Linked DNA regions of Pan troglodytes: region 1 is linked to region 2. A link is a contact called in public HiChIP or PLAC-seq data. All regions are on one chromosome and are shown on one strand. The core of a region is the stretch at or near the end of the contact, and the rest is flanking DNA. Distances in the headings are between cores, read along the strand shown. Region 1 holds the start of SOCS7 (suppressor of cytokine signaling 7). Region 2 holds the start of EPOP (elongin BC and polycomb repressive complex 2 associated protein).

Region 1 (4,747 bases), core at 1,417-3,916, 320 kb after region 2:
ATCCCCAAGATAAGCCCATGGCACAGCTGTTCAGAAAGGGCAAGAAAGCCAAATCCACCCAACATTTTCTTGTTGGAGTACCCAAGTTCCCTTGAAAACAGAAGTCTATGGATGAGTGGTTCCCAGTTCAGGATCAACTGGGGAGCTTTTAAAAAGTTCAAACTCTTAGGCTTTTCAAAAAGCTCCCCAAGTGATCTTAGTTCACAGTAAGGTTATCAATTTATACCTGTTCTTTAGCTTTGGTTTATGGCTGCCAGTATGTCTCAAGAATCCATCACGTAAACCACAACAAAACCTATTCCAATCTTTCTGAGAACCCACTCAAAGAAGTACAAACCACAATGGCAGTTACTACAAGGTAACTAATTTCACTGACACCAAAGTTGACAGCTTTGTAAACCAACGCTACAGATGTAACACTGGATGCCAAAGATCAGTCCACCCCTCAGAAATGCAGGAAAAAAACTCAACGTCTATGTTTGGAATTTTCATCAATTGGCCTAGAACTCATGTACCTGTCTCTACCTTGTCTATATCTTACTGGTACTTAGAATTCTCAAAAGGCTTTGAGAGAGCGCAAAGCTATTTTCTCGAGACAGGCTCTCACTCTGTCACGCAAGCTGGAGTGCAGTGGCACGATCACTATTCACTGCAACCTCCGCCTCCTGGGCTCAAGTGATCCTCCTGCCTCAGCCTCCCGAGTAGCTGGGACCACTCCCGCCTAATTTTTTGTATTTTTTTCGTAGAGATGGGGGCTAATTTTTTGTTTGTTTTGTAGAGATGGGGTTTCGCATGTTGCCCAGGCTGGTCTCAAACTCCTGAGCTCAGGTGATCCGCCCTCCTCGGCCTCCCAAAGTGCTGGGATTACAGGTGTGAGCCACTGTGCCCGGTCTGCTATTGTCTATTCTCAGAGACAGTGGTCAGCACCCAAGTTTGATATGCCAAGTTCATCTAAGGGAACAACCAGGAAAACAGTAAAACTTTGAATAGAGGTGTCCAATTGATTGCTGGCCTACAATTCCATTTGAAGATTCTCCTGTCATTTGCATGCATGAGTGTGAAGGGAGGTGCGGTGCTGGTACACAGAATAAGCAAGGCGGTCAAGGTGCAACACCAGCTTTTTGCCCCAAAGGCCAAACATTTCCAGCAATCTCCCTTCCAGGGACAATGGCACACAGCCGCCTTGGAAAAACTTAAAAAGCCATGCCAGGATGGGGATGGGAGGATGGTCTGAAACCATCTTCCAACAAGACAGATGCAAACCAGCTGAGAAGTGTCATGGAGTGTGCACTCTTTAAGAGTGAAAGCTGTTTCCACAATTAGCGCTGACCTTATGCGAGATGTTACCACCTTTGGTCCCAAGTCTCTGCCTCCTCCTGAAGACCCTATCTTAAGAACTGTCAGGATCGCGATAGCAATACATAAAAAGGGAAACCAAACAAGAAAAGGAAGTTTGTCGGCCAGCCCCCGGCCGGTCTCACCTCCCCGCGTCCAGCTCCCGGCCCGCAGAGCCTCCCATGTCTGTCAGGCTCGCAGCTGAAGCAGCCAGCTCTCCAGAAGGCCTCTTGCCGGTCCCATCCCCACCGCCGGAGCCACCGTTGCAGCTCTTGGTGCGAAAGAGGCGACTGAGGCGGATTTTGAAGGAGCCCTTCCGAGAAGGACCCGCGAGTGGCCGGAGGGGCCCGGGAGGAGGCGGGGGCGGGGGAGGTTGCTGCTGCTGCTGCTGCTGCTCCCCTCTACTCAGGCGCCCCAGAGGGACCAAGTCCTGCAGCGGGAAGGGCACCGGAGGTAATTCAGGGCCTGGGGGCTGCAGCAGAAGCCGGCCGCCCCCTCCTCCTCCGCGACCCGGGCTGCTGAGCTCCTCTTCCGAGCAGCTGTTAGTCTCCAGGCTCTCGGCCTCCGATTCCAAGCCCTCCAGGACCAGCAGCGCGTCGCTCGTTTCCGTGGGGTCCTCCCCGGCCTGCGGGGCGGCAGCAGGCGGCTGGGGCTGCGGAGGGGGCGGCTGAGGGGGACACGGACACGGGCAGCAACCCCCACCGACTGTCTTGACCCCCGGCCCCGCCGGCTGCCCGAGCCCCAGAGCCGCCAACTGCGCCTCTAGTCCAGCCGCCGGGCCCCAGGTCCGCTCGAGCGCCAAGCCCGGCGGCAGGGCCTTGGGGTCCAGGGCACAGCGGTGCCGGGGACACAGCAGTTCCGAGGGTCCCGGCTCCGGGGCCGCCTCCACGTCCTCCTCCTCCGGCGGCCGACCCACGTTGCGGAACACCATCAGCTGCGGCGGCCGGGAGCCCCGCGGGCCGGGCCGCGCGAGGAAGGGTGGCGGCGGGGGGCCATGGCCCGGGGGCGGTGGCGGAGGGCCTGGCTCGGGGGCCGCCTCTCCATAGCCAAGGAGGCGGCTCAGGACGCGGTACGAAGCGGCCGCCGCCGCCGCCTCGCCATCCCGGAGCTCGGCCTCCTGCATCGGGGAGAGGGAGGGAGGGCGGGCGGCTGGGAGCCGGGCTGGGGTGGGGACTAGGCCGGGCCCCGCCGGAGCCCCGCCCGCCGCGGCCCCCGGAGCGACAGCGCTAACGGCCGCCGCGGCCTCTGCCTCATAGAGGGGGGCGGGGGGCGCGCGGAGCCCAGCGCGAGCCCAGGCCGCGCTCCGCCACCGCCGAGCACCGCCCCCAAGCCGACGTCACTTCCGGAAGGGCTTAGCCACGCCACTTTCCCCAGGGCGTGCTCGCGCTGGCCTCCACGGCGAGTGACGCCGCGCGCGCCCCCGGCCCCTATTGGCGGTGAGCTGTCTGTTGGTTGGCGTTGGTCTCCTTTCCCGGCCCTTGCTTTTCACTTCCTGGGCGCCCAGGCCCAGGCCATCCCATTCGGTAGAGTGGAGAGGCCTTGGAAACCATGGTCTGGTCCTGGGAGCGCGCCGCTGGCCTTGGGAGCACATATGGTTCTGCCATCTACGCCGCTTGCGATGTGTGACCTTGGCTGAGTCATTTCATCATTAATGTGTATCTCCGTCCGCCTGGCACCCAGTGAATGTTTGTGGAATCAGTACATGAATCGTGTTCTAGACCCAGTGCTGTACTGATAAATGTGTAACAACCAGCTCTCTGGGGGGAGAACGGGAATGTATGCACATATATAGGTACAAAAATTTGTCGTTAAGTTTTACTGACATAAAGGATGTGTAGTTCACAATTTACAATTAATAGTAAATTGGCAAATTCCATATAACTCTTTCTCACAGAATGCTTTCATTGATTTTTGCCAAACTCTTACATGGGTAGCCAAACTGTGATTGCAGTTGACCTAGGAGTGTAATTGTAAAGGTGAATGTTGGTTGATAAAACTGAAAAAGACAAAACTTAATTGGATTGTCAATGATGGGAGCAACTTCTTTGCTGAGTCAGAAAACGGTTTCAAATACTGGAAGAATATTTACTCAATTTTTGTGCTATTCATAATGTAACGGCTACAGACAACACATTAAGTTTTTGCTGTTGTTGAGATGGAGTCTTTCTCTATTGCCCAGGCTGGAGTGCAATGGCGCTATCTTGGCTCACTGCAACCTCTGCCTCCCGGGTTCAAGCAATTCTCCTGCCTCGCTCCAGGTAATTTTTTGTATTCTTAGTAGAGACAGGGTTTCACCATGTTGGCCAGGCCAGTTTTGAACTCCTGACCTCAGGTGATCCACCCGCCTTGGCCTCCCAAAATGCTGGGGTCACAGGCGTGAGCCACCGCGCCCGCGCCCGGCCTTCTTATCTTTACACAGGGATAAGGATTGCAATTTTGCTTGCTTGCAGGCATGTTGTGAGGATCAAATAAGATCAAGCTTTTTGTGTGGAGGAGGTGAGACTGGAGGCAGGGAGCCCATTGAAATAGTCCCAGTGGGAGATATTGAGAGATGCAAGGGAAAAGGAGGAAGGATCAGCCGCAGAACTCAGTGACTTCTAATACCTGAGGGTGCATTGAGGGGAAGAGGGTGGAGGGTTGAGTCCTGCAACCAGAGGGACCTTTTCAGAATGGAAATGTGTTCATAGCCTGTGATTAAAATTGTTCATGGCTTCCCATTGTTCTTAGGCTAATGTGTGATCTTGTGATCTGACCCCTGTGTGATCTAACCCCTGCCTCTCTAGCCACATCCCCTGCTAAGCTCCACCTTGTTCTGTTCCCTGCATTCCCATCAACCTTGCGGCAGGCTCCCACACATGTGGGCAAGAAAAGCTATTCCCTTTTCTTGCAAGACTTTTCTCTTTTTGCTTAGTAAACTCCTACTCATCCTTCAGATTGAACTCACTCCTCACTACCTTAGGGAAATCTCCCTGCCTGGGCCCTTCCTCCTCCCCAGGCTCTGAGATCATTCCTTTGTTGCACTTACTTGCGCAGGTGTAATTTGCAATCTGTCTGTGGGGTCAGTTGATTAAAAGCTGTCCTCCCTACAAAACTGTAAATTCTATGAGGGCAGAAGCCGTGTTTGCTTTTTGCCCCTTGTGGACTCTCCAGTGCCAAGGACAGTGCCTGGAATTGTTGTTCAACCTTACGCCCTGTAAGAGTCTCCTGAGACAAATTCTGCACAACAGAATTAATTATCTTTCCTCACACATAAAGAGACAAAGTAAACCTCAGTGAGGTGTTTAGCTAAAGTCACTCAATTCAAAAGGATGCAGTGAAAATCAAAACCAGCTCTGACTCCAGATAGTTCATTCTCTTCCCCTGGCTGCCTCTCAGGTGTCACTCAGGTTTCTGAAGAAAAGAAGAGCGATTG
Region 2 (4,541 bases), core at 1,388-3,887:
TTGCAGTGAGCCGAGATCGCGCCACTGCACTCCAGTTTGGGCGACCGAGTGAGACCCTGTCTCAAAAAAAAAAGTCTATTTCATAGGCTGTTATGGAGATTAAGTGACATCCAGTTCTTAGAACAGAGACTGGCATGCAGTAAGTACTACAGAAGTTACTATGGGGTTGGACGCCTGGGGTGCAGTTCCCCAAAAGGGGCAACCGGGCAGGTCTCCTGCTCCCAAATCCTTGAACACAGTCCTTACTGCCCCAGGTGAGACCTAGATGAGCCAAGGAAAGGGAAGGGCTGGCTTCTGGATCCAGAGGGGCCCTTTCTAGCCTTCACTCTGGAAGTGTTAGATGGGACCCGGCATCCAGCCTTGTCCCTCTTTTTCTCCTATGAGGAGGAGAGGTTCCTGAGAAGGGTGTTGCCGCCCTCATAGCAGGCTGAGGATGGGGTCGAGTGTCCTCTACCGGAGGAAATGGTAATTGCAGCAGCTGGGCCTGCCCACGTGAGTTCTGGTGACTGCTCACATCATGTTTCAACCCTCCCAACAATGTGAGGAAGCCACTGTTGTCCCCTTTTCACTGATAAGGACATTGAGACTTAGAGTGTCTAGGTGACCTGCCCAGGGTTGCACAGCGCCACCCCCGCCCCCATCCAGGCCATAAAGGGTGGTTTGATGATCTCCTTTCAGCTGGAGAGGCACTCACACTATTCTCCTACTGTTTGTAGAGTGATTCCATCCCTGAGTCCATATTCTGGGGTGCCTGATGAGAGCAAGGGGAAGTAGGGATAGTGGAGGCAGAGAGAAGCACTCACAATCGTAATGACCCCTCAATAAAGCCCCCAAACTCACATGGGGAAGGGGCAGCTGGCAGCTTTTGGAGGCAGAGAAAGAAGAGGCCATTGATCTGCACTGTTATGTAATATTCACTCATTTATTCATACTGATCATTTTCTTGGGCATTCTCTCCTTGTGTCTACACTGTGGTAGGCACAGGAGTGCAAGTAGGCACTGTTGTTGAGGATGAGTCCTCAGCACTGTCCTGCAGAAGAGACAGCCATGAAGATCATCCTTCCAGAACTTTCCGTGTGTGTGTGTGTGTGTGTGTGTGTGTGTGTGTGTGTGTAGAGGTGGGCTTTTCGAGCAATTATGAGCCCTGGAGTCTAGACCCAGCTCAGCTTCATGACTTGGCAGGACCCCAGGATCCCCCCTTGTGACAACTGCCCTGGAGAGCTCTTCTGCAGATGTTAGAGGGTGAGTGTTTTGGGCAATGGAACATCACACCTCCTCCTTCCTCAAACCCTCGCCCCACCTAGGGACTTTACCTCTGGACTTTGCAGGTGGGGGAGGCAGATCCTCCTTACCCCTGTCCTCCCAGATGTTATTTGATGACACATAGGGAAACTACACCTCTGTTGTCACTGCTAGAAGGGCCCGGAGGCAAGCTGTATCATTTGTCCCCGTTCTGAAACCCTCTCTTGTCCTGGCCCCAGAATAAGATATTTATCTGTGGGGCCGCCCCCAGCATTCTTCCACACCTTTACCCCAAGTCATCATACCAATCTCTGTATTTCCACAGATAGGAAACGGCAGTATTCCAATAACCTGATTTTTATCAAGAGAGAAATATCCCAAGGATTCATTCACTCGCTCACTTGCTCATTCATTCATTCATTCACACATATTGATTGAGCACCTATTATATCTTGGCCACTGTTCTAGGCAGTGGGGGATGCACCGATGATCAAGACAAAGTTCTCGTCAACTCATTTCCAGACTAATGGGAGAGACAGACACTAAAGAATAAATCCATTTACAGACTTTTATGTAACAATAAGCTATGCAGAAACTAAAGAAGGTTAAGGGGATAGAACAGGGTGGGGGTGTGTTCTGCATTATCAGAATTTGTACTGGGAATTCACTTTTTCTTTATTTTCCTTGGGGCAGATGAGAGTGAGGGTCTGCGCGTGCCCTCCTCTGGCCTCTTCAACCTGTTTGGCAGATCAAACCTCAGAGGGGGGCATCCTGGGATTGGGGGTCAGGGGTTGCAGAGCCAGCCCTCGGAATTTAGTTGAGGCGGAGTATTTAGATACTGCATCAGAGAAATGGAAATAGATACTGAGACAGCCTATTTATCGGCTTCCATGGATGTAATAACACTCCCACCCTTCCAAATTTATTTTTTTTGTTCATCTTGCATACAAGTACTGAATTATTAACTACTTATACATTACAGCATTTTTGAGCCTACTGTGTGCCACGCACTGTTTTAGGGGCCATTCACGGCCCGCTAGAATCCCTGCTGTGCAAAGCTTGTAAACGACCATTGCCTCATTTCATCTTTCCCCTAAACATTATTTCTGAGATTCATCTACGTTGATTCACATAGCTCTTTTAGTCCCAAGAGGGCAGATATGAACCGTCCCATTTTACAGATGCAAAACCGTGACTGCTCGGGAAAAAACGAGTGGCTTTGCGACGACGAAATCCCAGGACGCCACCGGGCCACGTGCGGCGGCGCATCTGGCCCCTCGCGATCCCACCCGCGCACGCTCCCTCCCGCGCTCCCTCCCAGCCGCCGCCGCGCCGGGTCCACGTGTGTGTGTCTGTGTGCGGAATGGGGACGGGGGCGGTGCCGCCGGAGGGGTGGGGTCCGGGCTAACGTCACGGGCGGTGCGGCCCAATCAGCAGCGGGCTCGCGGCCCCGGCGCTGGTATTGGGGCAGCGAGGGGGCAGTTCTCTATAACGCGGTCTCCGGGAGCCAGCGGGGAAGAAAGAAACCGAGCGGGCGGAAGGCGCCCTCCCCGCCGCCTGGGCCCGGGCACCGGGTGCCGGGCCCGGGGTCCTTCCCGCCTCCCGCGGCCGCCGGCCGCTTTGTTTCCCCTGCCTCTGCGCTTCGGGCGACTCGAGAGGGTCTCCCGCCGGGGCTGCGAAGGGGACGCGGCGGCAGAAGGGCGACCGACCCCGCCGGGACTCACAGGGACCCAGGAGTCCGGCCGCCGGGAGGGCCGCGTGAGGAGAGCGAAGAGGGAGCCCGAGCTCTGCGGCCCCGGGTGGCGGGCCGGGGGCGCCCGTGAGCAGAGACCTCCCCGTCGACGGGGGGCGATGTTCCCCTCGCCCGTGGGCTCTTCGGGCAGCCAGGGCATCCCGCCGCTGGGACCTGGACCCGCTCAGTGGGCACCCCTCAGGCTGCTCCATGGAGACCCTGTGCCCCGCGCCCCGCCTGGCAGTGCCGGCGTCCCCGCGAGGGTCGCCCTGCTCCCCCACGCCCCGGAAGCCGTGTCGGGGGACCCAGGAATTCTCTCCGCTGTGCCTGCGTGCCCTCGCCTTCTGCGCCCTTGCCAAGCCCCGAGCGTCCTCTCTGGGCCCGGGGCCTGGGGAGCTGGCGGCGCGGTCCCCAGTGCTGCGGGGCCCTCAGGCCCCCCTGCGCCCTGGCGGCTGGGCCCCGGATGGCCTGAAGCACCTCTGGGCACCGACCGGGCGGCCCGGCGTTCCTAACACCGCGGCCGGCGAGGATGCGGACGTCGCAGCGTGCCCCCGCCGCGGAGAGGAGGAAGAGGGCGGAGGCGGTTTCCCGCACTTCGGCGTTCGCTCCTGTGCACCTCCGGGCCGCTGCCCTGCGCCCCCGCACCCTCGGGAATCTACGACCGGCTTCGCCTCGGCCCCGCCTCGCCCGGCCCCGGGTCTCGAGCCTCAGCGTGGCCCAGCCGCCAGCCCGCCTCAGGAACCCAGTTCCCGGCCTCCGTCGCCACCTGCGGGCCTCTCCACCGAGCCCGCGGGTCCCGGGACGGCGCCGCGGCCGTTCCTGCCCGGCCAGCCTGCCGAAGTCGATGGAAACCCCCCGCCGGCCGCCCCCGAGGCTCCAGCGGCCAGCCCCTCGACGGCCAGCCCGGCTCCGGCCGCACCCGGAGATCTCCGCCAGGAACATTTCGATCGTCTGATCCGCCGGTCGAAACTTTGGTGTTACGCGAAGGGCTTCGCTTTGGACACTCCGAGTTTGCGCCGGGGGCCAGAGCGGCCGCCTGCGAAAGGGCCGGCTCGGGGAGCCGCCAAGAAACGCCGGCTGCCGGCGCCCCCTCCGCGCACCGCGCAGCCCCGCCGCCCTGCACCGACGCTCCCCACCACGAGCACCTTCAGCCTCCTCAACTGCTTCCCCTGCCCCCCGGCCCTGGTGGTGGGGGAAGACGGAGACCTAAAGCCGGCATCCTCGCTTCGCCTCCAGGGAGACTCTAAGCCCCCGCCCGCCCACCCGCTGTGGAGGTGGCAGATGGGGGGTCCCGCTGTCCCCGAGCCCCCTGGCCTCAAATTCTGGGGGATCAACATGGATGAAAGCTGACCGTGGGACTTCTGCCAAAGGGGAAAAGTTGGGACCATGGCCAAACCGCGGGCTTGAGGAGGGAGCCCCGTTTCTCACATTTGTCCCCTTCCTTTACATTTTAGGAGCTGTGGGCAGAGGGACCTAAATAACAGTGATCTTCATTCAAGCACCTAAGTTTTCGGGGTGACGGTCCCTCCCCCTCATCCTTTGCAGAGGAACCCAGGGCTGGAGTCGG

What was found. HiChIP or PLAC-seq counts read pairs in DNA pulled down with a chosen protein or histone mark.
Region 1: an H3K4me3 HiChIP or PLAC-seq map of stem cell-derived excitatory neurons shows a contact between it and region 2, with 6 times the contacts expected there. The contact joins the promoter of SOCS7 here to the promoter of EPOP in region 2. A contact is called at or near these places in 1 of 7 Hi-C or Micro-C datasets (stem cell-derived neural progenitor cells) and 1 of 1 datasets of contacts at active chromatin or transcription factors (stem cell-derived excitatory neurons).

Annotation. Positions count from the first base shown.
Region 1 is chr19:29,738,965-29,743,711 of NHGRI_mPanTro3-v2.0_pri, forward strand. It overlaps SOCS7 (suppressor of cytokine signaling 7), which reads right to left and starts at 2,667. Exons shown (of 10, transcript XM_016931916.3): 1 at 1,482-2,667. The coding sequence starts at 2,458.
Region 2 is chr19:29,417,000-29,421,540 of NHGRI_mPanTro3-v2.0_pri, forward strand. It overlaps EPOP (elongin BC and polycomb repressive complex 2 associated protein), which reads left to right and starts at 2,638. Exons shown (of 1, transcript XM_016931893.3): 1 at 2,638-4,541. The coding sequence starts at 3,185. The coding sequence ends at 4,324.